Regions from separate parts of the Muntiacus reevesi genome. Here region 2 is linked to region 1. A link is a contact called in public Hi-C data. All regions are on one chromosome and are shown on one strand. Each heading gives the region's core, a stretch centred on a gene start, on an enhancer-like site or on the middle of the called end of the contact. The rest is flanking DNA. Distances are from core to core; before and after follow the strand shown.

Region 1 (5,886 bases), core at 267-2,766:
GAGAGGCCAGTTCTCCACCATAGTCTTGGCTGCACTCCTGGGGACTCCTAATTTCCCAGTTTTTGCCATATGGTATTTCTCCCATAGACACTGTTGCTGTGTTGGGACTCACATAACCCTCCCAAAGACAGCCAATCACAGCTGCCCTCAGAGAAGTCATTGATAAGCGCCACTCAATACAGTAACAGACTTTATTATCATAGGCTCCAAAATCACTGCAGATGGTGACTGCAGCCATGAAATTAAAAGATGCTTGCTCCTTGGAAGAAAAGCTATGACAAACCTAGACAGTGTATTAAAAAGTGGAGACATTACTTTGCCAACAAAGGTCTGAATAGTCAAAGCTATGGTTTTCCCAATAGTCATGTATGGATGTTAGAGTTGGACTATAAAGAAAGCTGAGCACGGACGAATTGATGCTTTCGAACTGTGGTGTTGGAGAAGACTCTTGAGAGTCCCTTGGACTGCAAGGAGATCAAACCAGTCCATCCTAAAATAAATAAATCCTGGAAGGACTGAGGCTAAAGCTCCAATACTTTGGCCACCTGATTTGATGAGCCTAGTGATTAGAAAAAGACCCCGATGCTGGGAAAGGTTGAAGGCAGGAGAAGGGGACGACAGAGGATGAGATGGCTGGATGGCATCACCGACTCAACCAACAGGAGTCTGAGCAAGCTCCAGGAGATGGTGAAGGACAGGGACGCCTGGTGTGCTGCAGTCCCTGGGGTCGCAGAGTCGGAAACGACTGAGCGACTGAACAACAATACAAAGGACAGTAGAGCACCCGGTGGCTTGCAGACCTGTTACCTCCCACCCCTTGCCCTAACGCCCTTAGACGAGTCTCTGGCTTAACAAGCGCAACGTGCCTCTTCGCGTGTCCTCGGCTGCCTGCTACCTTCTAGGAGGACAACCGGACATGTCAGACGCGGTTCAAAACGCTCAGCGGCTCGAGAGCCGCCCAGAGCTGTGCCTCTTAATTTGCCCGCTGATCGCTGCCCCTTCTGCCTCCTGCCCCTCTTCTTCGTGGGGTGGAGCTGCGCCAGGATCACCTCCAGGCCCTCCCACCGGCATATGCAGACGTCCCGCAGAAAGAAAAGGTCCGGGGTCCGCCAGGTAGGGTCCACGTGGCCCGCTCGCGCCCAGCGATTTCCGTTCTCTGCCGGAGGGCACGCGGCATTTGATGCCAGGTGGAAGGAGAGCGCTGGCTTGGCGCACACGCTGCCATCCGGCGGGCGGTCAGAGGCAGGTTTTGCAATCCTTCGGCTGGCGTGCGAGCCATTCCCCGCCCTAGGCGGCCGGCCAAGCGCGCTGAGCCCCGGGGGCCCGCGGCTGGTGCGCATGCTCGGGCCGGCGGCGGGCCCGGGAGGGGCGGGGTTGGGCGGGGTTGGGCGGGGCTCGGAGGCGCTGACGTCGATCCGCCGGCGCCCCCCGCCCCTCCCTCTCACCGTCCCGGGTTGGCCCCTCCCCCTCCCGGGGAGGACGCCCGGACGGAACCGATCGCGGCTGGTTTGAGCTGGTGCGTCTCCATGACGACACGCGCGGCACTATAAGTAGCGGCACGGCGGCGCGCAGGGCTTTGTCAGTTCCCTCTCAGCCTCCGCCGCCGCCGCCCCTCTGCCAGCGCTCCGGCGCCACCTCGGGCCGGCGGTCCTCCGCGGGAGGGAGCGAGGCGGCGGGCGGCCGGGCGAGCGGCTGACGGGGGCGGCGGGGCGGCCGGCGGGTCCTGCAGCGCTCGGCGGCGGCGCGTTGTCTCCATGGGGTCGGCCCCCCGCGCCCCTGCGCTCTGAGGTAAGAGGGGTAGCGTTCGGGCGGTAGGGAGGCCGGCGGGCGGGCGGGCGCGGGTGAGAGGCGGGGGGTGACGGCCACGTGTCCCGGAGGCCGGGGCAGACCGGGCGCCTGGAGCTGCGAGGACACGTGGTCGCAGAGCCCGGCCCGTCGGCCCTGGGGGTCCCGGGTGGAGCCGGGCCCCGACCCCTTCCGGCTCAAGGGCAGCCTGGCGCTGGAACGGCCCGGGGTTCACCTTTTCTGAACCACGTCAGTGAGGGTTTTCTGAGCCGGAAGCTCTTTGAAAAGCTCAACCCTTCAGCCGCTATATTTTTTTCACACCATGTGGTGGTCCGGCAGCAGGTGCAGGAGAGGCAGGAGGCGAGCCCGGCACAGATCTCGGGGTGCCGGCCGCTCGTGCACGTGCCGTTCCGCCGTGTTGCCCTGGAATTTTCATTTATATTTTAGCTTCTTTTTTTTCCCCTTTTTCCTTGCTGTGTGTACAGAGCGAATGGCCCAATATAGAAAGCCACTCAGATCGCTAGAGCTGAGATAACCCGTGTGTAACTGATACTGCTCGGCCGGGCTTAGAAATGTTGACGGAATCTTTCAATGACTTGGTGATTTAAGAAAAGTCCTTAGATTAAAGGTCAGGCGAACGACTAAGACGTAGGAGCCAGTCCCAAGATTTTCCCCAAACGGCCGACTGTTTGAAATAGAACCTCTTAGGAGTGTCTAGTAGGGAGGACAGAATGTGCTAATTTCATTCAAACCTAAAATTTAATCGATTTGTATTTTTCAATTGCAGTTTGAATTAGTACCTGTCTAACGTTTCCCAATTGGCAAGAAAGAATTTCATACCAGAGAAGGACCATGTTTTGCTAATCCATGTCTTTTTTAAGTAATTTAGCTATACAGAAAGAACACCCAAAGATGTTCTGGGGTGAACTTTCTCTGTATCAAAAGTTACTGAAGTAAAGCTTTGAAAGATACAAGGAAGCAGAATACTTAATAGTGGTGTGTTTCTGAGAAACACACACTTGGTAAATTTAAGCCTGAATGTTGTCTTTCTTTTTTTTTTTTTAAAGACCCTAAAGGGGCCCAGTCTATCACTGGTGACCCTATTTAAATGTTACTTTTGTAGACAGAATGTGTGTGCTGGTGTTTATTTTGTTCCCTTCTCCTAAGGGCGAATTAGGAAACTAGGAGGTTGACAAAGCCAGCAAGTCACATTAGATCAAGTCTTGCAAGTTCTCCGATGCATGGGTTTGGATTTATGGCAGGCTCGTCCCCCTGGGCCTCTCATAGTGTCCCATGCCAGAGCAAACGCGGCCCCGAACCATTGCCTGGCCTCTGCCAGTAGGCTGCAGGCACTGAAGCGGGTTGCACAGTGGAAAAGATGCCCTCCCTATCAGATTAAATAGATTAAAATAATAATTTTAAGGTAACTCATTGACCAATGTCACATTTTGTGAATGCCACGAACTGTGACTTTGATGGTTAAATGAGCCTTATTTTTGCTTATTCATAAATTGTTTGCTAATTCTTGTAATTCATAGTTGAATGATTCCCAGGTGATTATCATTCATAGCCAAGCTTGTAAGTTAGAGTGCCTGTGAGGATAGTTGGGATTCCCAGAATTGCTAGTTTAATAGGCAGTGCTGGTTTTAGAATATCGATTGCCATTCAGATGCAGCAGCTGTAATATATTCTGTTGATTTTTTTAGATTGCATTTTTTAAAAAAAAACATATGCCTAGCATGAAAATTAGCTCATTTCTCAGGAAAATTTAGAGCACTCAGTAAATTGATAACAATGTCTGTTGGTCACTGAAAGTTCTTCTGTATAAGACTTAGCGGATGTAGGAAATACGGCAGCTTTGCAAAATTGCTATAATAGTGTTTTAAGCTTCTAAAGAAAAACAGGTCTGAAATAAAGTAAGCTAACTGTCATGAAGCTTTTTCCTTCTCAGTGGACTAAGTCCAGGAAAGTTTCTGAAACCTCTATTCTGCATTTTAGCAAGGATGTTTGGAGTGCCTTTTTTGAGGTGGACAGTACTATATATGGGCTTCCTTGATAACACAGCTGGTAAAGAATCTGCCTGCAATGCATGGGTTCCATCCCTGGGTCGGGAAGATTCTCTGGAGAAGGGCATGGCAACCCACTCCAGTTTTCTTGCCTGGAGAATCCATCCCATGGACAGAGGAGCCTGGAGGGCTACAGTACATGGGGTCACAAAGAGTCAAGCACGACTGAGTGACTAAGTACAGTATTATATATGGAAGTTGAGTGTGAAAAACTCTAGTGTTGAATTTGTGAGGTCCTCATTCCATTGAGATTTATAGAATCATGGGACTTAAACCTAGGAATAATGGGATTTCCAAACCCAGGGAGGGTGCTTTAGTAGCCCTGCTTCTTGTGTGTGTGTGTGTGTGCTGTCAATGCCTGATCTTCCAATTTAATGTGTTCTGAAGGTGGACAGCAGATTGTGTGTTTATCAAAGATTTCCACTGCTGCACAGAGAGCACACACATCTTCAGTGGACTTGGAATTCCTGGAAAATTGCCTTTGTGAAAAGTGGGCATAATCCCTTTAAATTCCATCTCTTAAGTTTTCTATGTAAGTATTTGTGATTGTTGCAAGTTTATCTTAGGAGTTAGTAAGTATTAAAAAGACTTCTGAGTAGATTTGTCTGCTCTATTTGCAGTTTGTTGTGTCTCAAAAAGACATCAAGAAACCATGAACAGCTTTAGTAATGAAGAGTTTGACTGCCATTTCTTGGATGAAGGCTTTACTGCCAAGGACATTCTGGACCAAAAAATTAATGAAGTTTCTTCTTCTGTAAGTATATGTGAAGTCCGTGCTGGTAGTGCAGCTTTGAGAATGTTAGGCAGATGAATGGGAAACTTCAGAGGGGTCTTATGGAAATGGCTTGTTCAGGAATTGGGAGTTTATAATTGGCTGTGGATCCTCCAGTGACAATAGTGATTATCATGTCCATGATTGACTAGAGTAGGGTTCATGAGAATGATGGGCAAGAGAAGGGAAGGCTGTGCCTTGGTCACATCTGTTAAAATTGCTGATGGGTCTTCTGTAACCACTCTTACTGCAGGATGATAAGGATGCCTTCTATGTTGCGGACCTGGGAGACATTCTGAAGAAACATCTGAGATGGTTGAAAGCTCTTCCTCGGGTCACCCCCTTTTATGCAGTCAAATGCAATGATAGCAGAACCATAGTGAAGACACTCGCTGCCATTGGGACAGGATTTGACTGTGCCAGCAAGGTGAGCAAAAGCAGCAGAACTCAAATGATGTCTGTCCCAGCAGGGCAGATCAGAATTGCTTTGCTTGAGCAGAGGGTGCTAAAGAGAGTGGGCATGGTGCCAGCTTCTCATGGGCCAGCTTTCCATATATTAGCTACATGTGTAAATACCTCTTCTTTTTCAGACTGAAATACAGTTGGTGCAGAGTCTTGGGGTGCCCCCAGAGAGGATTATCTATGCCAATCCGTGTAAACAAGTGTCTCAGATTAAGTATGCCGCCAATAACGGAGTCCAGATGATGACTTTTGATAGTGAAGTCGAGCTGATGAAAGTTGCCAGGGCACATCCAAAGGCCAAGTGAGTTACTCCATTTGAGGGTGGATCAGATACAGGACATGTATAATGTGAACAAACTCAAATTTCCAGTTGTTAGATTTCCATACTAGTAAATTATCTGTGTACCAAATTAGACCACAGGGTATCAGAGCCAAGGAGTTATTTTAACCACGGCTGTAGGTGATCTTGTGTCGGTGGGAAATTTGATATACTTTTCTTGCTTCTAGGTTGGTTTTGCGTATCGCCACTGATGATTCCAAAGCAGTCTGTCGCCTCAGTGTCAAATTTGGTGCCACGCTTAAAACCAGCAGGCTTCTTTTGGAACGGGCGAAAGAGCTAGATATTGATGTCATTGGTGTCAGGTGAGATCTTGGTGATGGCAGAGATGGAGATGAAGTATTAGACAATGCAAATTTTATAAGTTTTCTCCCACTGTGAATAGTTATTTCCAGAAATAGAAAGAGCGTATTTTTCATTTGTTTTTTTTTTTGACACCAGCTTCCACGTGGGAAGTGGCTGTA
Region 2 (6,270 bases), core at 946-3,445, 210 kb before region 1:
AACTGACATCAGACAGATTAATACGAGAAAAATCAAATAAAAGTGTACTAACACGAATACACGGGAGAGACTCAGGGAAACTACTCAGTTATTCAATGCACCAAAACGGTAGAAACCCTCACCTTAAATACCCTCACTGCTGCTGTGGCTTAGTTGCTAAGTCCTGTCCAATTCTTTGGGACTCCATGGACGGTAACACACCAAGCTCCTCTGTCCATGTAATTTTCCAGGCAAGAATACTGCTTGTTGTTGTTCAGTCGCTAAGTCGTGTCTGACTCTCTGTGACCCCATGGAATGCAACACACCAGATCTCCCTGTCCTTCACTATCTCGCAGAGTCTGCTCAAACTCAAGTCCACTGAGTTGGTGATGCAATCCAACCATTTCATTCCCTGTCACCTCCTTCTCCTCCTGAATGAATAGTATGAAAAGGCAAAAAGAACACTGGAGTGGGTTGCCATTTCCTACTCCAGAGGATCTTCCTGACCTAGGGACTGAAGCCAAGTCTCCTACATTGGCAGGTGGATTCTTTACCACTGAGCCACCTGGGAGGTCCAAATACCATCGTTAGCTAAAGACAAAAAATTGTTTTGGGTGATGGTTTGAGACTTCAAAGGTGAGGAAGGCAACTGACATGGAGATTAAAAAGCAAATGTTGCTAAACAAATAAATGCTTGCTGGGTACTTCAGAGACAATGGGACACCAAGAAGAATTTTAACAGACTTTGCTAGGTTCTTCCCTGTCCACCACACCTAGTTCATACTATAGTTATCTCTGGTGACAGCTCCCTTCCTAGAACAGGTCCTCTGGCTACATTCTGCTAGACAGAGAAGGGGAAGGTCAAAAGCCTCTTCCCATGTCTTTTGGGCTGTGATTGTTTTCAGATGGAAATAATGCACGTGCCAAAGAGACATATTGGGGTGGCGAATTTTTTTTTCTTTTTAATAATATTTGTTTTTATTTATTTCTTTGACTGTGTTGGGTATTAGTTGCAGCATGTGGGATCTACTACCCTGACCAGGGATCGAACCCCAGGCACCCTGTATTGGGGGCATGGAGCCTTAGCCACTGGACCACCAGGGAAGTCCCCACGGGTGGGGGGGGGGACTCTTCTATGGACGAATGCCAAATCCAGATGAAGGGACTTTCCCGGTGCCTGCGGTGGATAGCAATCCGCCTTCCAATGCAGGGTTCCATCAGGGGCCTTCTCTGGTGGCTCAGATGGTAAAAGCATCTGCCTGCAATTCGGGAGACCCGGGTTCAATCCCTGGGTTGGGAAAATCCCCTGGAGAAGGAAATGGCAACCCACTCTAGTATCTTTGCCTGGAAAATCCCACGGACAGAGGAGCCTAGTAGGCTACAGTCCATGGGGTCGCAAAGAGTCGGACACGACTGAACGACTTCACAGTCAGGGATCTGGGAAGATCCCACATGCTGCTGAGCAGCCAAGCACACCCGTTGGCCGCAACCACTGAGCCTGCAAGCCCAGAGCTTCACAAAAGAAGACACCGCACTTACATTAAGCATCGCAGTGAAGCCCAAGCATCACAAAAACGCGCCACACCCATCCAACCCCCACAACTACAGAAATCACATGCAGCACAGAAAACTGATTGCAGCCAAATGATAAATACTTATGGGGGAAAAAAACCTTCATTTAGTTATTTAATTTTCATCTTTGGCCACTCCATGCAACACGCGGGACCGTAGTTCCCCGAGCAGGGATTGAACCCGTACCACCTGAAGAGGAAGCCCAGGATCGTAGGAGCAGTCCCCCCAAATTTTTTTTTTTAATACCTCTATCTCCAAAAGCATTTATTTTTTATGGGAAGAGTGCAGAAACACCAGTGAGAACGGAACTTTACTTCCACTCCGCGTTAGCTCACAGGTCTCCTCCACCTGGCTTCATTGACTGGGACCCCCTCCCCCACAAGGCTTCCAGTCAGCCCGGCCAGCCACGCCCTCCGGGGTACCTCGACGCTTCGGCCCGGGCAGGGACCCTAAGAGCTTCCTGCGTCTCCCTGCCTTGAGGAGGGAGAGCGGTTCCGGCTCTGCCCATCTTCACATGGCTCCCAGGACGCTGCCTTCTCTCCTAAAGCCTCATCGGATCCTCTTCCCTAATTCCGTCACTTCCGGGGTCGGCCATTTTTTTCCCTTCCCCCACCGGCACCTGGAAGTGCGTAATCACCGAGCGCCGGCGCGGGCGCCAGCGCCTCACGCTGCTCAGGCGCTCGGGGAGGCTTTCTTAAGTTTTTGACGCTCGCTTGCGCCGCTGGGAGAGGGTCCCGGACAGGAACCGGGATTGTTGCCTCCTCGGCGCCGCCATGCAGGTCTCCAGCCTCAACGAGGTGAAGATTTACAGTCTCAGCTGCGGCAAGTCCCTTCCCGAGGTGAGTCAGGTCGGGTCCTCCTCCTCGCGGGAGGCCCCTCTTTCCTCCGCCCTGTCCCTGGCAGTTTCTGCTGGGCCCCGGCCGGCCCCAGACCGGGGAGGCCCAGAGGTGAGGGATGGTACCTGGGGAGGCCGGTCGGTGCTGGGAGACGACGACCGTGCTGTCCCCGCGCTGGAAATTGGGCCTCGGGGTAATCAGGATAGATGAGTTTTTCTTGAATTCTTTTGGGGGAAAGTTCTCTAGACAGAGGAAGTATCGCTTTGGACTTGTATGGATATTCATAGCTGCTGCTACAACCAAGGAGGAAAACGTGGACAGGTTGGTTGACAGATATTTCTCCCCCGTTTAAATGCCCCCTCATCAGCTCCCCTGGTGGCTCAGACGGTAGTAAAGAATATGCCTACAATGGGGAGATCCAGGTTTGTTCCCTGGGTCCTGAAGATCTGCTAGAGAAGGGAAGGGCAACCCACTCCAGTGTTGTTGTCTGGAGAATCCCTCGGACTGAGGAACCTGGTGGGCTACAGTTCCTGGGGTCGCAAAAGAGCTGATAGGACTGAGCCACTAACACTTTCACTTTTTTCAGCTGTTCATTGAATTTCTGTTATATGCCAAGTTCTAGAAATACAGCAGTGAAGGAAAATGCAGGCTTTGCCGCTGCAGAATTTATGACATGGACGGTATTTTTGGACCTTGCTGAAGTTAACTTGATATCACTGAGTCTTTGGACGTCAAAACTGGAAGGGGCTTGGAAAGTTAGCAGTTCTCATCCAATCTTTTCATGTTAGAAATAGGCAAAGTTCCAGGGAGGGGAAAGGTGACTTGTCCAGGGGTCACACACCTAGGCTCTGATGCTTCGGTGTTATTTCTTAAGAGTGATGGTCAAGTCACTGTGGAAGCACTACCAGTGAGAAGAAACTTTTGGCAGAAGCTCTTTCCCACTTGAGACTACTTGTTAGACAGTTGTTTTTAAAACATGGCCCTTCCTACATGCTGCTGTTGGTCTGAGTTCTGCCCTTGGAAATCAGAATAAATGTAGCTTTTTCTTGTGTCTGACCCTAAAAGGTTTGGAGCCAGCGTTGAGTTTCTTCTCAGAGTTCACATTAAATAATTCCTTCTCCAGCTGTCACACAGCACGATCCCTCTCAGTTTGTTCTTTTTCTCCGTGCATCTCCTGGGACGTGAGTACGTGCAGGCAGCCCTGAGCTAAGTGTTGGGATACGTGATGAACTGGTCAGATATGGTTTCCTGTTGGAGAAAAGGGTAATAAGTAAGCAAATAGAACAACTTCAGATACCGATAAATGCTTTGAGTGCTGAGTGTCTATAAGAGAGCTCTTGTGAATGAAGTGTTCAGAGAAAGTGGTTTGGATTAAAGCCTTGAGGGCAGTCTTCTCTACAAGAGGCAACCTTTGAGCAGAAACTTGAATGATGAAAAGGATGAAGTCTTGTGAAGATAAGGGGAAAGGAAGAGTTTTTTTGTGCTGAGAGAACAGGTATCAGTGACCCACAATGGAATGCACTTGGCACGTTGGAGACACAGAAGCACCACGGTGGTGGCTGTGGAATGCTCAGTGAGGTGGGAGAGTGGGGGCAGATGAGACTGAAGAGATGGGCCTTGTAGGCTCAGGTAGAAAGTTAGGGCTTTATTCTTAATGCTATTGGAAGCTGTTGTTGAGTTTCAAACTGGCTACTCCACGTCAGATTACTGCAGCTGGGGAGAGAGTGGGGATGAGTTAGATGGTCCAACTGAGAGACTGATGCTTGGGCTAGGATGGTAGCAAAGGAGATACTAAGATTTGGTGGAATAAAGGAGGCGTTTTGGAGATAGGCTAGTGGCGCTTGCTAGTGTGTTGAATAGCTGTAGGGACTTGAGGTGAAAGGAAGGAAAGAATCCAGAGAGAACTCTTAGGGTTTGGATCTGAATGACTGGGGACACCATGTTGCTGATAGTTGAAATGGAGAATTGAGCACATTGTGGGTCAAGGGGAAAGTAGTGGGCAAAAGAGATCAAAATTTTATTTCTTGATATTGAAGTTTTGACGTTCTAATAAACATTTCAGATGGAAATGTTGAGTAAACAGGTATGTGTATCCTGCCATGGGAATCTCTGAATCTTCTTTTAAAGTAAATCTGACTTATCAACAAATTGCCTATTTTGCTTTACCTACTTTAAATGTAAGATCCACTAGGTTCTTTTTTTCTCTCCCTAATGATGGCAGGGTGCCTGTCCAGTGGGAGATTTAGGTTATCAGCATCTCTGGAGCTCTTTTGCTGGGTTTCAAGTTAAATTATTTGGCACTGGTAAAGTGCCATTCTCTATTAGCAGTGATTTTTATAGAACGCAAAGAGGATGCCTGGAATCAGTGACAACTTTCAGGTCTTTGGTGAACTTTTAAAACTTAGACTGATTCATTCCTGTACTAGTGTGCAGGACAGACTCTTGTCTAGTGTGCTGTCCTGGAGTGCTGTCAGTTTGTACAGAAACTCCAGCATGAATTGTTTTTCCTTCCTGTCATCACTGTGGTACAGAATTTCTGGCCCTTTTAAGGTCCCAGGCTCCCATTTAGAAGGCAGTCTCCATCCCTTCCTCTTTGCTCCGTGGTCATGATGTATGAACATCCCTCATAGCATGGGAATTATAGCATTGGGCTTCCCTCATAGCTCCATTGGTAAAGAATCCGCCTGCAATGCAGGAGACCCCTGTTTGATTCCTGGGACGGGAAGATCTGCTAGAGAAGGGATAGGCTACCCACTTCGGTATTCTTGGGCTTCCCTGGTGACTCAGGGAAGTCACCAGGTAAAGAATCTGCCTGCAATGTGGGAGACCTGGGTTGGGAAGATCCTCTGGAGAAGGGAAAGGCTACCCACTCCAGTATTATGGGCTGTATAGTCACAAAGAGTCAGACACAACTGAGAGACCTTCACTTTCACTTTTCATGATGTATGAGACGAGCTGTTGAGTGAAGTGGCCTCTTCTTGAGCATAACTTCTGAGAAGAGGAAATTGAATGCCCTATTAAAGGAGAAGCCCTGGTAATATACCTCTGTTTTGCTTGTCTTTTGTTGTTCTTTAGTTGTTCAGTTGTTTCTAACTCTTCGCAACCCTGTGGACTACAGCCCACCAGTCTCTTCTGTCCATGGGATTTTCCAGGCAAGAATATTGGAATGGGTTGCCATTTCCTCCTGCAGGGGATCTTCCCAACCCAGGGATCAAACCCAAGTCTCTTGCATTGGCGGTGGATTCTTTACCACTGAGCCACCAGGGAAGCCCTTTGCTTGTGTTAGTTTGATGTAAAAGAACATATCGAGTGCCCAGAAATAAAGTTTAACATCACCTTTAGTTGAAGCATTATTGCCTCAAATGAAATCAGAACAATATAATCACAAAGACTAGTATAAACCCACAAATCAGTGTTCTGAAGACAAAGGCAGGAGGAGAACTCTGGCTTGGAGTCAAGCCCTTCAAAGAGTGACACGTGTTCCAGTGTCCACCCTTCCTCAGGTATCACACATCACAGTGAGGCTCTTTAGGGGTGGGTCTGTGTGACCAAAGAGCCCTAAAGATTGTAATGTCTAACATGAGCTGTACGTTGGGTTTGTGCTTTTAGAAATGATATCTATTACTCTTTCTCTTGGTTTTCTTTGATTTCTTGAGCATATGTTTTCTTAACCTCATGATTATTGACACTTTGGGAGGGGCAGTGCTTAGCGTACAGGCTGTCCTGTGCGTTGTAGGAGGTTTGGCAGCATCCCTAACCTCTACCCACTAGATGCCAGGAGTGCCCACCCCACCCCATTGTGCTACCAAATATGCTTTAAGAATTGCCAGATGCCCTTTGGAGGCAAAATTGCCCCTGGTTAAAAACCACTGCTTTAAGGTAA

The links. A called contact is a pair of places that touch in the nucleus more often than the background predicts.
Region 2: a contact with region 1 is called in a Hi-C map of muscle, with 4 times the contacts expected there. The contact joins the promoter of NOL10 here to the promoter of ODC1 in region 1. A contact is called at or near these places in 2 of 3 Hi-C or Micro-C datasets (blood and muscle).

The regions. Positions count from the first base shown.
Region 1 is chr3:18,959,606-18,965,491 of mMunRee1.1, reverse strand. It overlaps ODC1 (ornithine decarboxylase 1), which reads left to right and starts at 1,516. Exons shown (of 11, transcript XM_065928587.1): 1 at 1,516-1,788; 2 at 4,472-4,605; 3 at 4,877-5,050; 4 at 5,214-5,386; 5 at 5,593-5,727; 6 at 5,864-5,886. The coding sequence starts at 4,504. It overlaps LOC136165822 (small nucleolar RNA SNORA42/SNORA80 family), which reads left to right and starts at 3,025; the gene lies at 3,025-3,157.
Region 2 is chr3:19,168,075-19,174,344 of mMunRee1.1, reverse strand. NOL10 (nucleolar protein 10) reads left to right here and starts at 2,195. Exons shown (of 21, transcript XM_065928589.1): 1 at 2,195-2,390. The coding sequence starts at 2,325.